2 separate regions of the Mus musculus genome follow, and region 1 is linked to region 2. Evidence: chromatin contacts called from public HiChIP or PLAC-seq data. All regions are on one chromosome and are shown on one strand. Each heading gives the region's core, a stretch centred on a gene start, on an enhancer-like site or on the middle of the called end of the contact. The rest is flanking DNA. Distances are from core to core; before and after follow the strand shown.

Evidence for each region. HiChIP or PLAC-seq counts read pairs in DNA pulled down with a chosen protein or histone mark.
Region 1: a contact with region 2 is called in an H3K27ac HiChIP or PLAC-seq map of microglia, with 5 times the contacts expected there. The contact joins two enhancer-like sites.

The regions. Positions count from the first base shown.
Region 1 is chr13:73,800,727-73,805,603 of GRCm38.p6, reverse strand. Slc12a7 (solute carrier family 12, member 7) reads right to left here. Exons shown (of 24, transcript NM_011390.2): 17 at 4,508-4,676; 18 at 1-190. Among named protein-coding and RNA genes, the nearest start is that of Slc12a7, 39 kb to the right of the region's middle. Within about 2 kb of position 1,628, at least 114 of the 459 cell types and tissues checked have an H3K27ac peak or open chromatin away from gene starts, as enhancers often do. A contact at or near this core is called in microglia, where this site is marked.
Region 2 is chr13:73,486,838-73,491,602 of GRCm38.p6, reverse strand. Lpcat1 (lysophosphatidylcholine acyltransferase 1) reads right to left here. Exons shown (of 14, transcript NM_145376.6): 3 at 2,502-2,716. Among named protein-coding and RNA genes, the nearest start is that of Lpcat1, 22 kb to the right of the region's middle. Within about 2 kb of position 1,487, at least 60 of the 459 cell types and tissues checked have an H3K27ac peak or open chromatin away from gene starts, as enhancers often do. A contact at or near this core is called in microglia, where this site is marked.

The DNA of each region.
Region 1 (4,877 bases), core at 379-2,878, 310 kb before region 2:
AGTTCTTCCAGGAGAAAGGATTATCTGCCTCCTTCCAAGCCTCTGGCCAGGCCATGAGGACAGTGTTGTGTTTCATGCCACCGAGGCCAGCCGACTGGATCAGGTGGGACGCACCATCTCGCAGGTTGGAGGACACCACCAGCTGGCAGAAGCCCTTCGTCTTCTCTGCACTCATCAGAGACCGGATATTCTGTGGGAGTTGTGGAGGCAGGTGTTAGTACAGGATGCTAAGACACATGCCAGGGACAACATGCCCTTCGTCCCTACAGTGAGGCAGCCCCACACATATTCTTCTGGTGTGTCTGAAGACACCTACAGTGTACTCATACAAATAAAAATCAATAAATCTTTTAAAAAGAATAAGCATCCAACACTCATGGGCCATGCTTCATGGACCGACTTTAACAGCCTTTGAGGGAATGGAATGCTCCAGTAAGGGCTATCAGACAAGCCACCATGTCAGTCTCCACACCTGTCCACTCCCGTCATTCCATCACTATGTCAGGCATCTACCAGGACAGCTCTTCCCTCCCCAGAGCTGCTTAGGGACAATGGAGAGAGAGATTGTACGCTACGACTCAGGACACACCATTCACGAGTCAACAGCCTAGGGATGCTGTCCTTCTACAGCAGGCAGCCTACTAGGTCCTGTTGGGTGCAGGGTATCTGATGGTACCTAGAGGAACAGCCCTACTAGACTTCACACTTATGTGGACGGTGACCCTCATGCCTTTGCGCTCGCTCTCCCTTTTAGATCAGGAAGACCATGTGGTCACCGTCAGGCAAACGTTTTTCCACATCTCTTGGTAATAAGCACAGAGAGGAGTCCGTTTCGGTGTGGCCTGTGACGAGGTCCAGACTTGTTGATGCTTACAACTTTGGAGACTGCAGTGCAACGAATGTAGTTGCGTGGGAGGGAGATGTGTTTGGGGAACGAGGACAGTGACGGGTTGAATGGTGTTCCCAAGAGGGGTTCGTTTTGACCGTGCTACAGCCAAAATGGGGAAACATGGCCTTATTTGGAAAAAGTATCCTAACTGTTCAATGGGACCCTGAACTCAGTAACAAGTAACTCAGACAAGACGGAGGAAAGAGAGATCTGAGAAGGAAGGCAGCCATGTGGAGACAGGCTAAGCCTAGGAATGCCTGGAGCCCCCCCCCCCCCCAGCAAAGCCAGAAGAGGGAGAAAGTGATTTGAGCCCACTCTGCCCATACCTCAAATTTAGACTTCACCTAGTCTAGGTTTGCTCCACTGGTCACAAGACTCACTATTCTCCCTCCTTTGCCTGATTTCGACTGCCTCCTATATTGGTCCCACAATGACTGCCCTGCACTACAGTTCCACAACTAAAGCTGTACTGACAATACACACGGTTCCCAGCCATCCTTTCACCTCTACCCTTGCTTTGTGTTCACCTCCACCAACCACCAGCCAGCCATCTAGGGTAGACCAGGCTCACAAGAGGAACATGTTCCACTTATAGAATTCTGCGTAATTCAGAAACAATCTAAACACACTGTCCTAAAAGGGGAACATGCCAGTGATTGAGAGGCAGCCCAGGCGGGAGGCGTGGTCACAGGGACACAGCTGCTCCCAGGCAGGAAGGACAGTGCCCATGATGGGGGTTTCATAGGAGAAGTACTGGAGAGGCTGACTCAGCTCGATGGCATGTGTGTGGCAGGGCTACTCTGTCCTCCTATGGGCTGAAGCTGGCTAAAGGTCACAGCACAGAGGAACACTGCGGAGGACTGACCAGAAGGATATGCCTACCGTACACGGTACCTACACACCCCTGCCCTGGCTTTGTGATGCCTGTGTCCCTGACAAAGGCTGCAACATTGCTTTCCCCAGGCTAGACCCAAAGAGCTGGAGCTGGATCTTAGTTTTTGCCTTACTGCTAGAGAATCGCCTGCCCAGCCTAAGGTTTTAGAGGACAGAGCCCTGACCAGGCAGGAATCTGGTCCAGATAAGAAGTTGGCACATCTGCCAAAGCCACTGTGGGCAGGGAAACCTCACAGAAGAGGAAGACAGGACCCTTAGTTAGGGAAGGATAGGGTGACTCAAACCCTCAAGCCCTTTCATGCAAATGCTGCAGTAGAGGGAAAGTGATATTAACCCTGACATAGTAAGGAAATGCCCAGAACAAGCTTCTTACACAAGCTCTGATCACTTAAAATGAATGGCTTTCCCAAACTGTCTTCGTTTAATATTACTACTGATAGTCCGACTAAAGGGCAGAGCTCCATCAGGCAGGAGGGGCAGGTGGACCCTTGGGCAGCTCCTTCTGGCTTTTGCTGATCAATAAAAATGACTAATTCCAATGCTAAACCTTTCCTATGGGTACCAGGAGAGGCGAATACTTGGCTTCTGTTTCTCAACACATGTTCCTGATTCAGATTCTTTAGAACCTTCTGCCTAAAAGCAAATAGAGATTAAAATCATCCAACCAGGGTTTGAGTGTGGCTCAGTGGCTGAGTGAGCACTTGTCTAGCACATATGGGGTCCTGGGTCCCACCCCAGCACTACAGAATATAAATTAATCTAACAGACATACATGAGATAGCCACAGGAACTCTTTGGTTTTTGTTTGTTTGTTTGATTGATTGATTGATTGATTGATTGATTGATTGATTTTTGAGACAGGGTTTCTCTGTGTAGCCCTGGCTGTCCTGGAACTCACTTTGTAGACCAGGCTGGCCTCGAACTCAGAAATTCACCTACCTCTGCCTCCCAAGTGCTGGGATTAAAGGCATGTACCACCACGCCCGGCCACAGATACTCTTCTCATTTCTTATCAGAATGGAGATTGAAACCAGAGTCAGAGGGTCCCCAGCAGGCACTCACTTCAACACAAATACCTTTCCCCATGTTCTGCCAGTGACATCAGATAACAAACAAGAGTCCATGCACACCCTTCGAATCTGTCCAAAGGGTGGCCTTAACTCCAGAGATCCCCTCTAAAGTGTAGAGGAGACACCAGGAAAGGACATGAGCATACCATTGCTTAAAGCAGATGCTGGCCTTTTTTGTACCCAAGAAATATCACAGATAAAAACAAGAGCACCTCCAAGACAGAGCCACTCTCTCTCCCATAACAAAATGCCCCTCAGACCAGCTACAGGTCAGACACCAAAGGACAAGACAGAAAACCACCCATCCGTAAGGACTAGAGCTATGATGTTTAAATTCGTGGGTTTGCAGTCAGCAGCAGCCAGGGTTCGGATCGGAGGCTCCACATTCTAAGGGGCAACTGCTGGTTCTTTTGGAGGAGCAAGAAAACGATCCATCTCTTCTCTTGTCCTCTTTGATCTTGCCGAATCTCAAAGCTGCCTGACAGGCAGGCCGGGCAAGTAATGTCATCACTGAAAAAGCCACAAGATTGTCACTCCAGACCAGAGTTATCAATAGTCATTACCACCAATGCCCACAGTCAGTCCTCAGAATACACTCCACAGAGTCCACTCCACAGTCCACCCAGAATGGACTGGACTCAGAAATTGGGATGCAGCTTAGAGACACACAGACAGCAGGAAGCCTGAACGCACAAGCAAGACCAGATAAGGATAGCCATAAGAAAAATGCTCGCTGATCAACCCCTCCAGAGAAAAGGGTGACACCAAGACACGGCAGCTACGATGGAGCCTTAGGTAAGATCCACAAATATAGAGAGAGGAGTAAAAAAGGTTTCTGACAATCTGGGTAGCTGAACACTGGAGGTGGCAGGACCCTGCCTGGCCTTGTGAGGACAGCAGAGGCTGTAGATGGACATGAGAAACTGGTGACACTATTTGTTCTGTTTCTGCTTGGGCTGGAGGTTTCCTGTCACAACTGATCACAGAGAAATAAGAAAGCCTGTGTAGAAGAAGCCCAGGAGTTACAGGACCAGCAAATTGTGGGCAGCAGGCATCAGAGATGGCTCCAGTATGCTGTAGGAGGAGGTTCTGGTTACTCACCTCTTATCCAAAGGATCAGAACATCTGACAGCACACAGACTCATGTTTGTTTGTTTGGTTTTGGTTTTTTTCGAGACAGGGTTTCTCTGTGTAGCCCTGGCTGTCCTGGAACTCACTCTATAGACCAGGCTGGCCTCCAACTCAGAAATCCGCCTGTCTCTGTCTCCCAAGTACTGGGATTAAAGGTGTGCGCCACCACAGCCCAGCGCACACAGACTCATGACCCAACAATCTCTACCTACTAGAAGGTGCTGGGGTGCACAGGGAGCTATAACAGACACCAGGAACAAAGTGCCAAGGCTAGACACAGGGGCCCTCAGGGATCCAGTCCCATGGCAGTTGTCACTGCCCCTCTGTCTCAGGAGATCACACATCTCATCTCTTCAAATCTTACTTCTGATCCTTTCAGACTCAGTAGCCACCCTGACAGAAACCAGGAACGGCACGTGTAAAAATCGTGCCCCTAAGCCTCGAGATGCAGGCCGTGGCTCAGCTCTTCTTAGGTGGTTGCAACCCGGACCTCACTCACTCTGCACTCCACCTGCCTGCCTACCTCTTCAGCCCTCTGGGCCTCCACATGCTTGTCTAAGTAGGTGCCCTCTAGCACAGATCCCACGATGGTCAGGCCCTTGCCAGCCTTCAGCTGAGAGGTGAAGGACAGCAGGCGGGGGTGCTTTACACACTGCTCCGAGTCCAGGTTCAGCATCACCAACACCTGGGGCCTGTGGTAGGATAGGCAGGGACAGGAGTTACAATGGCCACACACAGGGCTCCCGTGCTCATGGAGCCAGATGGGATAGAGATGGGAGAGCAAGTAGACAGACATCCTAGGAAGACCAGGTGGAATAAGAAGGACAGGTGGGGCAGATGGGACCGGTAGGACCTTGTGTCTGAGGCTTCAGGTGTCCCAGCTAAGGTTGGCC
Region 2 (4,765 bases), core at 238-2,737:
CTCAATTTCTCTCCAAGGGCTTGATAGATCTATAGCCCAAACAGCTCAATTTCTCTCCAAGGGCTTTGTCAAGAAGGGGAGTAACCCTGCTTGCTCAGAGTTGTTTCATAACTGGTGTCCTTACACTGGGCTGCTCATTTCTGTCTATAGGATCTGTGCTGTACCACTCACAGGTGCAAAAGCTACACACAGTCCCACCTTTTGCCTTCTTGCTGGCCTCTCTGCAAGGTCCTGGCTATCTAGATCAGGGGACTGATACAAATGCTTGACAAAGATGAGACACTCCCATCTAATACTCCATACAAACCACAAACCACTTGTCAAGCCCCAATCTGGTTTCTTTACCTCTACACAAGTCAACTGGGTACCAGCATCTTGTGGATGAAAGGAATTCACCCAGGGTCTGTGAGTCTTGGATGTGCTTAGGATACTGACCACAGTGTTGCCTGAGCGCATGGTGAAAACTCACATTTCCCGTGGGTGGGCATGACGACACCTCCCGAGTAAAAAAAGCACATAGGCTGTGAAGGCCATGTTTGCAGTGGATTTAGCCACGGCCAGATGCCTCTGAAAAGTCACAGTTGTGTTGGGGGAAGGGATGTCTGTGTTGGTCTGGGGCTAAGGACCTTGTTTGCCATCTGCCTAGGTTCTAGCCTCCCTCACCACCTGCTTCCCCATGGCCATGAGCCAGTTCCTTAATGTTTCCATATGCAACGGGGAGAGTGCCTGCTCAGGAAAGGAAAAAAGATGAAAGCAAGGACATGTTTTAGGTTGCAGGCACATCTGAAAAATCTAGTGCCCTTAGATAAGTGTGAGAAACATTTCCTCATAACCCTGCCAAATTGACAGCAGGCTATTTCTGTGGTTACGTCTAGGAAAGGCACTTGGATCAGGGCCAGATCAGAGGGATCAGTGCTTGGTAGTTCATAATGGTAGCCATGTCCTTTCTTCTGCACATCTCTCAGGCAAAACATACCTCAAGATTTTAGAGGTTTCTCTGAATTCAAAAGCGCAGGAGCCTGGTATATACAGAGAAATCAGGATACCAGATAGTATCCTGGCTAGTTTTATGACAACTTGACACAGGCTCAAGCCATTTTGAGAGAAGAAACCTTGACACAGAAAATGCCACCACCAGATTGTCCTCTGGGCAAGCCTATAGCATATTTTCTTAATTAGTGATTGATGTGGGAGGGCCCAATCCATTTTTGAGTGGTGCCACCGCTTGGGCAGGTAGTTCTGGGGTGTATATATGTAAAATCGGGCTGAGCAAGGCAGGAAGGAAGATCTAGCCAATAAGCAGCACTCCTACATGGTCTCTGCTTCAGTTCTCTGCCTTGCTTGAGTTCCTGCTCTGACTTCCTCCAGTGAGAGACAGTGGTGTGTATCTTTAAGCTGAAATAAAGCCTTTCTTCCCCAAGGGGCTCTTGGTCATGGTGTTTCAACACAGCGGTGGCAGCCTAACTAAGATATAAGGAAGCACTGCCCACACAGTCTGGAAGAATCCAACCCATGCTTTATAGTGTAAGAGAGACTGCTGAGTGGCTATGCTCATGTGCCTCACAGAGCCACAGAGTTACCCCAGGGCATTTACTCACAGACACAGGGTGCTCACACAACACAGCAGGGCTGTGGGACATAGCATAGAGCCCTCCTGCCAAGTCTGTCTCTCTCCTCACCATTTACTCAGGAGATTCATTCATCATGATGGGGGTACAGAGCTGTGGGCTCTTGTAACACAAGCCTCAGGTTGAACCATCCTCCTTCCATTGTTCTTGTGGGACACCACAGTTACCACATCTCTATAGTACCCGGTGAACCACCACTACCCTCTGGCGCCCCAGCACTGTACCTCATGTCTAGAAACTTCCCTGGGAACCTGGGAACCATTTCTCAACCCCAGAACCTGTGACCATGGCCTTTCAGACCAAAAGTCTATGCAGATGAAATTGTGGATCTTAAAATGAGGCTATCTTGAATTATCCACTGACAGAATTCTTAGCTAAGACACACACTGATGAGGGAAAGAGGAAAGCCGGCCATGTGATCAGACAGGCAGGACAATCCCTTGTGGAAACTCTGGAGGGTTTCCCCCTTGCACACACGGTGACCCTGTGCTTGTGGTTCCTAGATGTGACAGAAAGGCCTTGTGCTACATCAAGCCATTCAGGTTTTGTGATCTGACCAGCAGCCTCAAGACACCGCTGTTCCTGATCTGTAGGGGTCACTGGTGCTCAGGAGCAGCTGCCCAGACGCTCAAGAGACCCTGAACTGCTAAGATTCAGAAAATGAATGCTTGCAGGACAAGACTTCAGAGATGCATCTCTGCACATGACAGTACTGGGGGACATGTCAGTACTGATAAATAAAGGAGCTCATGCTACAGGGAACCACAGTGACAAAACCAGCATAGTCAGGGCCTGTCAGTGAGATGGTGTCTCACCCACTCCTGCAGCCTCATCCACTCCCACGGTCTCACCCACTCTCAGGTGCTCACTCACTTCCCCAGATTGGGATGTCTCTGCTCTCTGCCTTCATCACAATGGAGGACATGGTCATGGTGACCGGGATGGCATCAAAGTAGGAGGAATGTGGAGCCAAGGTGAGGATAGCAGCCTCAGTAGGCAGGGCCTGCCGCCCCTTCACAGCTACACGGTGGAAGCCGCCAGCAAACCACATGGTGCGCATGATGGCCTTGAGCAGGAAGTCCACGACCCTGTAAGAAAGAATTAGGCAACACTGAGTTCCTGCCACGGCACAGGCACGGAAGAGGCAAGGGAAAAGGATGCTGCGCTCTGTCCCACTAGAATGCCATGTAGAGAGGAGAGCACCTGCTTGTCAGTGGTTAATCAGGCCTAAGTTTCTCTTGCAAATCCTCTTTCTGGGAAGAGAACTTGACCCTCCAGAAAGTCCTCAACAAAAACCAAGAGGAGGCAGGACAGGGGACAGACTAGGTCTCAGAGACAGATCTACCTGAGAGAGAGTGGTTGATCTGGATGTCCCAGGAAGCCAGCACTACCCCCAGTATGGCCTGACCGTGGAGGGCTTAGCGAACTGGGGCTGAATTGGGGGTTTTGACACTCTTTCTGCCACAAGCAAGAAAAAGAGATATTGAAACTGCAAGAGGAAAAGAAGAAGAGAAAGAGAAAAAGAAAGAAAGCAAGCAAGCAAAAAACAAAGGCTATAGTCCACATGCAAAGCAAAGAATGTATGTAATTTAAAACTTTAAATCACAGGGTGTGGCTAGGAAGCCACAGACAGGGGAAGTTCCCCAGGATGGAGATAACCTTTCTGAGGGTAGAGGGTAGGCTACTCAAGACCTCCAATCTCACAGTAGGGTGACACTGCATCAATCTCACAGTAAGGTGACACTGCATCAATCTCACAGTAGGGTGACACTGCATCTTATCAGCCCAGGAACTGAGTCCCGAGGAGCTCTCAGGAACGGAGCCTCCTCCTCTCAAGCTTCCGGTCAGAGAGCCAAGACCCAGCAGGAGGACCAGGCTGCCGGCCTGACCCACCCTGGGAATTCTCTGGTGGTAGAGGAGCCAGTCGAGGGGTCAGTGCTACCAAGAGGCAGCACTGTGAGTTTTGTGACACTTGTATTTTGAAAGTAACTTAAAATAAGCTTCCTTTTAAAAACTGTGTCAGTCACTGAGATTTTCAGGAAACGTCTGAATGCTACCAACTTCATTCAGGGAAAAAAAAATCGTCTTTAACATCAATCTGTTCACAACAGTTTTGCTGTGCAAACGTAACACGAGCCTGAGTCTGAATGAATCTGCTGCTATAACTCAGCAGAACTTTACTCTGCAGCCGGTTATTTTAAAACCTGCCTTTTCTGTACCACTATAACTAAGGCTTCTTATTACTATGTCTCCTTCCAGAAGTCAAAAGCACCCATGAGAGCCAAAGGCCACAAATCCAGAGTTCCCATAGATCCTGAATGATGGTGTCTAGGGCTTCATGTGTCACAGCATGTGTCTAATGTACATGGGTGCACTGCACATGACACTCTACACATATGCACCCATACTCATCTACATATTCTCCAACTTGTACAATCAAATGATTGTATGTACATCATTCTCACCTGTGTACATATGCATGTGTACATGCACATACATATACACTCCAACACATGTATGCACTCTATACATATGCACATTTCAACATGTACACACTTGCATACTCCTAGCTATACACATATATATAGTACGACAGGCCTACTCCTACATGTTCACAACACACTTATATATGTAAGTATACTCCCACACCAAAATATACTCCATCATCTTCATATATACATGTGTACTCCAACATGTATACATACACACATACTTTTACCTGTGTACACTCATACATGTACATATAGCAACATATACATATTTCAACATCTAAACACATATCCATACTCTCATCTAAATGCACACTCCAACAAGCACACACACACAAATGCATATTCTCATGTATGAATATTCACATATGTACATGTATGTATATGTTTCATATACACATACTCATTTACACACTTGGGCATGCTGAAGCTCATTGTGTGTGTACACAGGAGAAGCCAGGGGAGGGAGCACGGGGGTGGGGGTGGGGGGAGTTCAGCCTAAGTCACCCACTTTGAAGATGGTCTTGTTGCTCTGGGACTCTGGAGTGAGGAAGGAAGAAAGGAAGGGGTGATCAGGACCTTTTGTCACCATGCAGCATATGGAGCAACAGCAAGTGTCCTCAGTCCCTTGTCATCAAGAGCCAACAC